3 separate regions of the Sus scrofa genome follow, and all the other regions are linked to region 1. The links are chromatin contacts, called in public Hi-C and HiChIP or PLAC-seq maps. All regions are on one chromosome and are shown on one strand. The core of a region is the stretch at or near the end of the contact, and the rest is flanking DNA. Distances in the headings are between cores, read along the strand shown. Region 1 overlaps GAS7 (growth arrest-specific protein 7). Region 2 holds the start of GAS7 (growth arrest-specific protein 7). Region 3 has its middle 35 kb from the start of GAS7.

What was found. Hi-C and Micro-C count contacts between places; a contact is called where the count stands out from the background. HiChIP or PLAC-seq counts read pairs in DNA pulled down with a chosen protein or histone mark.
Region 2: a contact with region 1 is called in a Hi-C map of retroperitoneal adipose tissue, with 1.6 times the contacts expected there. The contact joins the promoter of GAS7 here to the enhancer-like site in region 1. A contact is called at or near these places in 13 of 47 Hi-C or Micro-C datasets (blood, embryonic fibroblasts, fibroblasts and 6 more) and 1 of 2 datasets of contacts at active chromatin or transcription factors (alveolar macrophages).
Region 3: a contact with region 1 is called in an H3K27ac HiChIP or PLAC-seq map of skeletal muscle, with 4 times the contacts expected there. The contact joins two enhancer-like sites. A contact is called at or near these places in 7 of 47 Hi-C or Micro-C datasets (alveolar macrophages, blood, embryonic fibroblasts and 3 more) and 2 of 2 datasets of contacts at active chromatin or transcription factors (alveolar macrophages and skeletal muscle).

What each region holds. Positions count from the first base shown.
Region 1 is chr12:54,807,764-54,811,202 of Sscrofa11.1, reverse strand. All of the region lies in intron 3 of GAS7 (growth arrest-specific protein 7), which reads left to right. Among named protein-coding and RNA genes, the nearest start is that of RCVRN, 57 kb to the right of the region's middle. Within about 2 kb of position 1,717, at least 15 of the 83 cell types and tissues checked have an H3K27ac peak or open chromatin away from gene starts, as enhancers often do. A contact at or near this core is called in retroperitoneal adipose tissue and skeletal muscle, where this site is marked.
Region 2 is chr12:54,973,044-54,976,527 of Sscrofa11.1, reverse strand. It overlaps GAS7 (growth arrest-specific protein 7), which reads left to right and starts at 1,993. Exons shown (of 14, transcript XM_021067872.1): 1 at 1,993-3,484. The coding sequence starts at 3,396.
Region 3 is chr12:55,007,292-55,011,046 of Sscrofa11.1, reverse strand. No RefSeq gene overlaps it. Among named protein-coding and RNA genes, the nearest start is that of GAS7, 35 kb to the right of the region's middle. Within about 2 kb of position 1,851, at least 1 of the 83 cell types and tissues checked has an H3K27ac peak or open chromatin away from gene starts, as enhancers often do. A contact at or near this core is called in skeletal muscle, where this site is marked.

The sequences.
Region 1 (3,439 bases), core at 468-2,967:
GGAGGGGGTGAGGTGTTAGAACTCTTACCTGTCTGCCAAATCGGGATTAGGCTCCCAAAGTCATCAAGGAGCAGAAGTTAAAGGAGGCACTTGTTTAGAGGGCACCTTTCAAACAGAATGTCTAGAAAGCAAATGGATTCCTTGCAAGGAGATGAGTTCTCTGTCTGTCTAGGTAATCAAGCAGAGGTGGCCGAGGGAGACATTCCAATAACAGGTGGTTTTTCCTTAGGAGACATGTCACTCCAGGGCCCCAGGAGGCAGGTTGCAGGACATTCCCATGGGGAGAACAGCTTCTGACTTCCTGTGGTTTAGGCATTATTTTAAATGTCACCTCCTCCGAGAAGCCTTCCCTGACCCCTCCATTTAGAGTCCTTACCCATCACTCTGGATCCCTGCCTCCTGCAGTTTCATTGTCCCCAGAGTAGTCCTACCCCCCTGTTGGCTGTCACTCTCCCACCCAGATCATAAGCCCCCTGAGGTGGGGACTCTGTCTCACTTTTTCTTTTGTGGAATCCTCTGTCCCCAAGCAGAGCCTGGCCTCAGCAGCATTGGGTAAATTCACAAACGTCTCCAGAGTCCTTGAGACGGTGGTCCTGGTTGTGGTTGCAGCATGGAATTTCAACTTGGAATGGCGTTGACAATGTGGCAGAGATTGTAGCCGGATGGGGGGTTGGGGGGAGGCCTGGGGCTCTAGGGGGTGGCGGGAGAAGCCACGTGACGTCCTCCACTCACCCGGAAGGGAGGGGACACAAGAGCCTCGCACCCTTCTTGGAACACAAGTAACTTCAAGCGTCACAGGTAGCCAGAGGCAGAGCTGGGACAGCAAGACTCATAAACCCTGGATCAGGGAAGGGCTGTGCAGGCCCCCCCTTTCCTAGTGGGGGGTCTTGAGATATTATCCACCATTGAGAAATCAAAGTGGGATCAAAGTACATTACCTAGGGGTATGGGGGTTGCCAACAGAAGCACCCAAAACCGGAGTGATGGCAAAATAGACCCAGAGAATCAACTTAAGCTCAGACAGGTGTTTGGACTGGTGGGTAGTTCCCAGGGAGAGTTCTTCTAGGATTTGTGTGTGTGCGCGCGCACGCGCATGTGTGTTATACACATTTTTTTAACATAAAAAAAGGCCCCCTGGGGAGCAGGGAAATGAGGCATTTCCTCCTGATTTCCTATGGGGCAGTGATTGCTCCATTCTCGGACCAGATCCCCAGAAATGGGGCCGCTCAGCCTTCCGAGCTGTCATGGGAGAGGCAACATTTCTGGGCACGCTGCCTTGTCTTTTGCTGCTGTTCTTGTGCTTTTTGAACAATGGAAATGCTCGTGTGAATGACGAGAGGTGTGGCCCTCTATCCTGGCTGGCTCCAGGCCACCCAGGCACTAGACAGAAAACCCAGCTGTCTTTTTCGGCCAGAGGGGCCCACGGAGCAGGACCAGCTGTGACACAGTCAGGGGGAGGCTTGGGCGCGTGAGGTGACGGGCGGGAACTGCCCAGCCTGCCGCCCTATATGGCCTGCTATACGGGGCTGCTCGGGGAACTGGCCCTCTGTGTCAGTGGGGTCCCCTCTCCAAAGCCTGCTGTCCCTGGCACCGTCCCCAGCGGCATCCCCTCCCCCCTCTGCTTTTGGGAGCCACCCCCAGGAGAAGGACTAGGAGGAGCTGGCTCAGGCCACGGGGACAGATGTCCACCTTCACGACCAGCACAAGGGGCCAGGGCCACTCATGCGTCCATCCTTGTGTGTGTGTGTTCGCATCCTGTGCACATCCTTGTCAGCTTCCCTGGCCCTGGCATGGTGCTTCTCAGCTCAGGGGTGATTTTGCCCACCTGGGGATGTTTTTGGCTATGACTGTGGTGGGGGAGGTGCCACAGGAATCTGGTAGGTAGAGGCCAAGGATGCTGTAAATATCCTACAGGGCTCAGGACAGCACAGCCCCACCGCGTGGAGCTAGGCAACCCACGTGTCAGCAGTGCCAGGGTTAGGCGCTCTGTTCTAGGGGGACCTGGGACCCTAGCTCAGCACTATTCAGGGCCTGGCTGATGGACCACAGACCACGGCAGTGAGAAGCAGCAGCAAGTTACGCAGGACCGCAGCTCGTTGATTCCAACACCCATATTGATATCTTCGTTTTGTTTTGATTTTTTTTTTTTTTTTTTTTAGGGCCTCGCCTGTGGCATATGAAGGTTCCCAGGCTAGGGGTCAAATTGAAGCTGCAGCTGCTGGCCTACACCACAGCCACGCAGGATCCAAGCCCCATTTGTGACCTACACCACAGCTCACGGCGCCGCCAGATCCTTAACCCACTGGGTGAGGCCAGGGATGGAACCTGCAATCTCATGGTCCCTACCTGGCTTCACTTCCACTGCACCACAGCAGGAACTCCCCATGTTAATATCTTGAATGAAACCCGAGTTCCCGTTGTGGCTTGGCAGTAATGAACCCAACTGGTATCTGTGAGGATGCAGGTTCAGTCCCTGGCTCTACTCAGTGGGTGAAGGATCGGGTGTTGCTGTGAGCTGCTGTGTAGGTTGCAGATGTGGCTGGGATCTGGCACTGCTGTGGCTGTGGCGCAGGCCAGCGGCTGCAGCTCCAGTTGGACCCTCGCCTGGGAGCCCCGTGTGCTGCACGTGTGGCCCTGAGCGGCAAGTCACCATCACTGTCGTCTTGAAAGCAGGTGTTTCCTGGTCTCGTTGGAAGCATCGTTTTCTCTTTCTCAGCAGGACTTCAAACAAGGGCGCCTCTAACAATCAGTAACACCTTAGATTTGTGAAATCACAGCTCGTCAGCCCGGGGCCTGGGGCACAGCCCTCCTCTTTGCCTCACTTTGCCCACGTGTAAACTGGTGCCTGGAGGAAGCCCCAGGCTGGGGTCCCGTCCAGCCCTCTGTGATCTGTGCTGCGTGGAGCCCTCTGCCCTGGGTACAAACACGCACGTCAGCCCTCCATCCACCCTCCGGGATGGAAGCGGAGAGAACCCGCCCATGAGGCTGGAGCAGGATCCACGATATTCTGACATCTTCTTTACTGTTTCTGTTTTGTTTTTGTCTTTTTGCCTTTTCTAGGGCCACTTCTTGCAGCACATAGAGGTTCCCAGGCTAGGGGATCTAATCAGAGCTGTAGCCACCGGCCTACGCCACAGCCACAGCAATGTGGGATCCGAGCCGCGTCTGTGACCTACACCACAGCTCACGGCAACACTGGATCCTTAACCCACTGAGCAAGGCCAGGGATCGAACCCGCACCCTCATGGTTCCTAGTCAGATTTGTTAACCACTGCGCCACGACGGGAACTCCTTTGGGTTTTTTTTGTTTTTGTTTTTGTTTTTTTTTCCTCGTCTTTTTAGGGCCACGCTCTCGGCATATGGAGGTTCTCAGGCTTAGAGTTGAATTGGAGCTGCAGTCACTGGCCTACGCCACTGCCACGCCAGATCCAAGCCACAT
Region 2 (3,484 bases), core at 744-3,243, 170 kb before region 1:
GCCACAGCAACATGGGCTGCGACCTCCACCCTAGGTCAAAGGCAACACCAGATCCTTAACCCACTCAGCAAGGCCAGGAACCAAGCCTGCATCCTCATGGATGCTAGCTGGGTTCGTTAAGCGCTGAGCCGTGACAGGAACCCCGAAGCCCATTTTTCTTTCAAGATCTTGTGAGAAAACAGAAACCCAGAGTGTGTTTCTTTAAAATTTTTGCTATTCCAAAGATAGAAGGGTTTCCACTTCTATTGCCCTGAAATATTCGTTCAAAAAGAAGTGTTGGATAAAAATAACTAGGACCGTGGACTAGATAAATAATGACTGCTAATATGAGTCCTTAATGTGCTAGATATTGCTCTAAACAGTTTACATTTTTACTCATTTCATCCTCTTAATAACCCTGTGATAAAATACTACTGTCATCTTCTAATGCTGAGGAAAATGAGACTCAGAGAGGATAAGTAAGTTGCCAAAGGGCACACAGCTAGCAAATGGCAGAACTCAGGTTTGGATACAGGAACTCCAGAGCTTATACATTTAAGCACCTCAAGTCTCCTAACCCAGCTATAGGATTCAGTCTCCAATAACAGTGAAATCACCCACAGGTGTCAGCGGATTGTCTGAGGCTACTTGATTGATAAGAAATCAGGGACAGAGACTTCTATCAAGACTGGCGTTGGGGAGTTCCTGCTGTGGCTCAGCAGTAAGGAACCTGACTAGTATCTATGAAGAATGACGATGTGGGTTCGATACCTGGCATTGATCAGTGGGTTAAGGATCCGGTGCTGCCATGAACTGTGGTCGCAGACGAGGTTTGGATCTTGTGGTGCTGTGGTTGTGTGCTATGGCTGTGGCGCAGGCCAGCAGGTGCAGCTCCGATTGGACCCCCAGCCTGGGAACTTCCGTATGTCACATGTGCAGCCCTAAAATGCAAAAAACAAAACAAAAAAAACCAAAAACAAACCAACCAACCAACCAAACAAAAGACTGATGTTGGGTATCACCAGAGAACACTTTCTTAAGATGCTATTTGTGGATAAGCTACAACCATACACAGATTCCCAGACTCTGTAGGGTGGACTGGAGGAAGGAGTGCTCCATGCACAAGAAGCCAGACTGACCTTCACTGTGGATGGCCGTATGATGGTGGGTGAGTCATACCGTCTAGAGTTTCTACTTGTAAACTGGGGGCAGTGACCACACCAGCTCATGGGAATACAGAATGAAGTGGAAGAAGAAGAACTAAAGGAGTTGAGAGCCATTGTCAATTTGGGTGCTGCAGAACGGTTTGGGAGGGTCATTTGGAACTGAAGTCAATGGGATGATGTGAAGGCTGAGATTTCTCAAGTCCAAACTGGATCAGAGGATTCTGGGTTGTAAGAAGGCTCTGGACCAGCTGTCTAACCTGAACTGGGCCACAAATCAGATATGAAACCTGATGTCAGCCTACAACAGTCACATGTGGCCATGATACAGGGTGTTTTAGTCCCTTTTAAGACTTGACTAGGTCAGTTACTTTTTTAGTGACTGTTTTCTTTAACAGATTTTGCTTTAAGGGACTCTTAGTGGTGACTGTGGTCAAGAGTTTGTTTCCCCAGGATTGTGGACGAGCAAAGGTTTGTGAATTTGCAATCGATGGAATATAATAAACAATCTACACTCGTCAATTTGCCCATAGCCAGAGGCTAGGCTGAGGCTGCTCAAGAGAGATGGCTTCGATGTAGCATTTGGCTCAACAGTGATTCTCAAAGCCATGGTGGGTCTGGGCGTGAGCATTTAAAGTTACTCAGGTGATTCTAATCAGAACCTCTGATTCAAACATATAAAGATGTGCCAGACCTTAGGGCTCTTCGTGGCGCAGCCAGACTGGTTCTTGAAGCGCGAGTAGACAAGCACAGAGAGATGAGGCTGGGGGAGGTGTTGTGGAGGGCTGGAAGTGCACAGGCTGAGAGAGAAGTCGATACTTAACATAAAAGGCAATAGGGAGCCTTGAAAGGTTACTGATCAGGATGTAAGGGTAGGCAGTTAGAAGTATACAGAGATTAAAGGGTCTAGCTCTTTACAGTTTAGGAAATAGAATTTAAGTTTTCCTATAGAGCAGGCGAACAAAGCTTTCCTTTACTTCTGTACCCTCAGTTCAAGGTCAGCTTCTTTCAGCACCCAGGTCCACTGGTCCCAGAAGAGCAGGAGCTTGTCCAAATGAATTTTGTAGATACCTGGCACGTTGAGTGAACCGTGGTAGCCTCCCACTAATGTTTGTTGACTGAGTAAATGAGTGTAGACTCTTCAGTCTGGCCCATCTCGATTTCAGGGAGCTAGTACCCTGGGCCAGCCTCCCCTTTGCATGCAAAACAAAGCGGAAGTTCCGGGGCCAGTAGCGACCAGAGCCACTGCATTGACAACACAAGATTCTTAACCCAATGAGCCACACGGGAACTCCCCCCCTTCTTTTATCTCTAACGACTTGTTTCCAATTCTGCCAACTCGGATTTCGACTCAGTCGCCTCCCCTCTCCGGCCTTCCCGTGTAACGCGCTGCCACCCGGCTTCCCGGTCAAGGCGCCCGGCTTCAAACCAGTCTTTCATCCATTCATTGTCCAGTTTCCGGTGAGTCAAGTTCAACCCCAGGTTCAACCCTTACAGTGTTGGCCACAAACATTCCTCTACAGGCACCTGGGAGGAGACGCCCGCCCACCTCCCGCCGCCAGGCCTACGAAACCAGCAGAGAGGGGCGTTTCTATCCCCGCGGCTTTCTGGGGTGGGGGTGTGAGCAGGGAGACCCCTCCCCAGTGGCCGGCACGCTCAGCGAGAGAGCGCCCGGCCCTCAGCGGGCGTGGCCGCCCTGGCCCAGCCCCCGCCCCGCCCCGCCCCCCCCCGCGCCGAGACAGCCCCCGCCTGGCCGCCCGGCCGCCAGCCCCTTCTCCACGTCCGCCGCCACTCCCTCGCCGCGGAGCCGGGCCGAGGGGGATGCTCCGGGTCCCACCTCCTCGGGGAGCTGCGCATTTCCGCGCGCCAGGGTGGCCCCGGCTCCGGCCGGCCCTCGCGGCGGCCGCCCGCGTTCCGCGTCCCCGGGAAGTTGTCTCCGGAGCCCGCGGCGCCTGGGTCTCCTCCCCCTGAGCCCCGCCCCCCCGCCCCGAGCTGGGAGCTGCGAGCCGCGAGCCGCGAGCCGCCCGGCCCGGGGGCGTCGCCGCTCGCTCTCTGAAGCCAGCGAGTCTCCGCTTCCCTGCGCGGGGCTCGCGTCCCCCGCCTGGCCGGGGACCCCTGAGCACCCCCGAGACGGCGCGCGCCCAGAGCGCGGGAGCCCGGAGCGCCGGGCGCCTGGGACCCCGCGGGGCCGCTGCCCAGCCCGCAGGGCTCGTCAGGGATGCAGGCTGCGCTGTGAGCCCGGGCGCTAAGGCCATGTCCGGCGCCCGCTGCCGGACCCTGTACCCCTTCTCCGGGGAGCGGCACGGCCAGGGGCTGCGCTTCGCCGCGGGCGAGCTCATCAC
Region 3 (3,755 bases), core at 602-3,101, 200 kb before region 1:
TGTGGTGAATACTCCTGCACTGCCACACCATTTTCTAGATGAAGTTGTACCTAATTCTTTCTATTGAGATTTTAGACATCTGGTTTCCTAAATTTGGGGGGGGGTGGAATTTGCTGTTTATTTGCTATTGCAAACTCCAAGACAACACTATCACTTTGGTTCAGGGTTTCTGACACTTCCACACCACCCACTAATTCTCCCTGCTATCTTCTCAGAATCAAAGTTAGAATAACGTTGGCAATAACGTTCACAGTGGAAATTTTTTTTTTTTTTTTTTTTTTTTTTTTTTTTTTTTTTTTTTGTTTTGCTATCTCTTGGCGCTTCCGTGCATATGAGTTCCAGCTAGGGTGAATCGAGCTGACCACGCCTACGCCAGACACGCACGCGGATCCGACCGCGTCTGCACCTACACCACAGCTCACGCAACGCCAGATCGTTACCCACTGAGCAGGCAGGACCCCGCGACCTCATGGTCCTAGTCGGATCGTAACACTGCGCCAGACGGAACCCACAGTGGAAATTTTGAGCACAGACTGGATATCTGATAATATGAAAGAATGACTGGAATCTAAGAAAATGATAGAAACAAAATTATTTGCAAAAGAGAAATAGACTTACAGACATAGAAAACAAAATTAGGGTTAGCAAAGGGGAAAGCTCGCAAGAAGGGATAAATGAGGAGTTTGGGATTCATATATACACACTACTATATTACAAAACAGATAACTGTCTAGCACAGAGAACTCTACTCAGTATTTTGTAATAACCTATATGGGAAAAGAACCTGATAATGAATATGTGTGTGTATAAAACAGAATCACTTTGCTGTACACCTGAAACTAACACAACATTGTAAATCAACTATACCTCAATTAAGAATTTCTAAAATTTAATACTGAAATATTTACAGTTAAAATGACATGGTAACTGTGATTTGCTTTGTAGATAATGGATGGGAGTGGATGGAGGAAACAAGATGGGTTGATAATTGTAGCTGTGTGATGAATTCATGGGCATCCTTTCGATTATTCTGTCTACATTTTTGGGGGGGGGCTTTTTTAGGGTGAGACCCGAGGCATATGGACATTCCCAGGCTAGGGGTTGAATAGGAGCTACAGCTGCTGGTCTACACCACAGCCACAGCAGATCCAGTCCACGTCTGCAACCTACACCACAGCTAATGGCAACACCGGATCCTTAACCCACTGAGCAAGGCCAGGGATCGAACCCGAAACCTCATGATTCCTAGTCAGATTCGTTTCTGCTGTACCACGACGGAAACTCCTGTCTACATTTTTTTTAACTTTAGGAGTTTTTTCTTTTTTTTTTTTTTTTTTTCTTTTTAGGAATATGGAAGTTCCCACGCTAGGGGTCTAATTGGAGCTGCAGCTGCCAGCCTACACCACAGCCACAACTCATGGCAACGCTGGATCCTTAACCCCTGAGCGAAGCCAGGATGGAACCCGCATCTTCATGGACACTAGTCAGGTTCATTACTGCTGAGCCACAACAGGAACTCTGACTTTAAGAGTTTTTAACAAAATGAGAAAGTGCTCACATCGTAATATCAAGTAGAAAGAAAAAGTGAGCTACAAAATGATAAATATACAATAAAATAAGGAATTTATATAAACGGAAGGAAATACATAGGATAGCATAGAAGTTGGGAACAGATGTCTGGGTTCAAATTCTGTCTGTGAAATCTATGCGGCTTAGGGAATTTTTTTTTTTTAAGTTTTGTTAAACCTCAGTCTCCCCATCTACAAAATGAGGATCATACTAGAATATATCTTTTAAAACTGCTCTGGAGACTAGACGAGCCTATTTATGAAATGCTTAGCCAGCATCTGGCTTGCAGTACAAGTCCTATCGCTTACATCTAGAAATAGATTTATACGTGGTTGTTGTTGCACCACTCTATTATCCAATTTTCCATAAAACGGATGTCTTATATTTTCAGAGGGGAAATTTAAAAAAATTATTTTAAAAACCAGCTTCTTCTATGACTACTACTGTGTTCTGAGAAACTATTAGCAAAGTAAGTTAATAATTTATCAGATGTTCTAAACTTCAGCAAAAGGAGAATTCCAGTCTATGTCTGGATACGTGGAATTCTCCGTAAGAACCGTATTTTGTGGTCTGTGTGACATGTTTCAGGAAAGCATCCTCGGGAAGCTTCGTCTCATGGGGGATGAAGGAGGGGGGAGTAGCGACTGGTTTCTGTGGTTCTCATTCCTGACTCAAAAGCTCTCCACACTGATGGACAGATGATGCTGCAGAATTTCCCCTTCTATTAGAACATGCATTTTTTCAAGCAACAGATATCATTCCACTGTCACTTTCTAGTTAGGAATCCCCTCCAAGTGACAGTGATGTTTATGAAGCTGTATTTTTCTTCTTTCAGTAACAGGAAAATCTTGCCTTATGCATTCCCTGTGCCCTTTGCATCAAGAAATAGACACACAAGACCATAAATAAAGTTCTGGCCCAGCTGTCTTTATTTTTGCTCAAGAAGAATAGCACTGTCTCTGTTACCCTGTTCCTGTCTATATAACAGGGACTATTTTCCATTTTCTCCTATCAGTGGTAGCAAGTCCACAGAAACTACATTAAACCAGAGAGGGGGAGAGAGATCGGCGGGGGCATTGAGCGGGAGGTAGAATACTGGTTCACATAGCTAAGACGTTCAAGAAGCAGGGTTAGCTGCAAACATGGTTAAATCCAGGTGCTCTAACGTTTTCCGGAATTTCTCTCTGACATTAGGCACAGCTTTCTGCTATGTTGACTCCCTTCTCTGTCTCATTCAGGAACGGAGGCATCCAGCAGCTCCAAGTTTATCATCTACCATCTCAGCCACTCTACTTGAGAAAGAAGATGCACCTCACTCCCAATCATTTGAGCAAAGTCCTGGCAGTAACTCTTGTTGATCCCGATCTGATCACGTAGCCGAGCTCCGAGGCAGTCTTTGAGGTTTTGATCGACTTCTTCTAGAGCCAAAGGATGGGACCAACTCCCTTTAGCCACAGGACTATGCGTAGCAGGCAGACGGTTTCCCTTCAGAGATAAAGAGGCTGTTAAGTTGGCACATGGATGCTGGGCAGACGACAACAGCAGCTGTCCCCTCCGCATCCCGTAACAACCTTTTCAAATGCCCTTTGATGCCATCGGGAAATCTCCTGCCAAACACATTCTTCCCTGTCTTTGTGACACTCTCCAGCCTTTGCCAGTGGCCTCCTGTTCCAGTATCTTGGGCTCTTTCCAAGGAAATGAAACCCTCGTCAACACCATCAACATCACCAGCTGTTCCCCCCAGTACCCTCTCCTTTCTCTTCCAAAGTCACAGCCCTCAGCTGGATGAAAGAGAGAAGACCACCTGTATCCTCAAATCCTTCAAAGTCTTTCTCAGAACTTTAAAACTTCCAGGAGTTCCCATCGTGGCGCAGTGGTTAACGAATCTGACTAGGAACCATGAGGTTGCGGGTTCAATCCCTGCCCTTGCTCAGTGGGTCAAGGGTCTGGTGTGACGTGAGCTGTGGTGTAGGTCGCAGACGCGGCTCGGATCCCGCATTGCTGTGGCTCTGTTGTACGCTGGCAGCTACAGCTCCGACTGGACCCCTAGCCTGGGAACCTCCATGTGCCGCAGGGAGCGACCCAAGAAATGGAAAAACAAAACAAAACTTCCAGAGACATAGTTCAGATTTCTTTTGACTGCACCATTTATCTGCACGTGAATCAGAAGTAGCAGCCCATGGTTG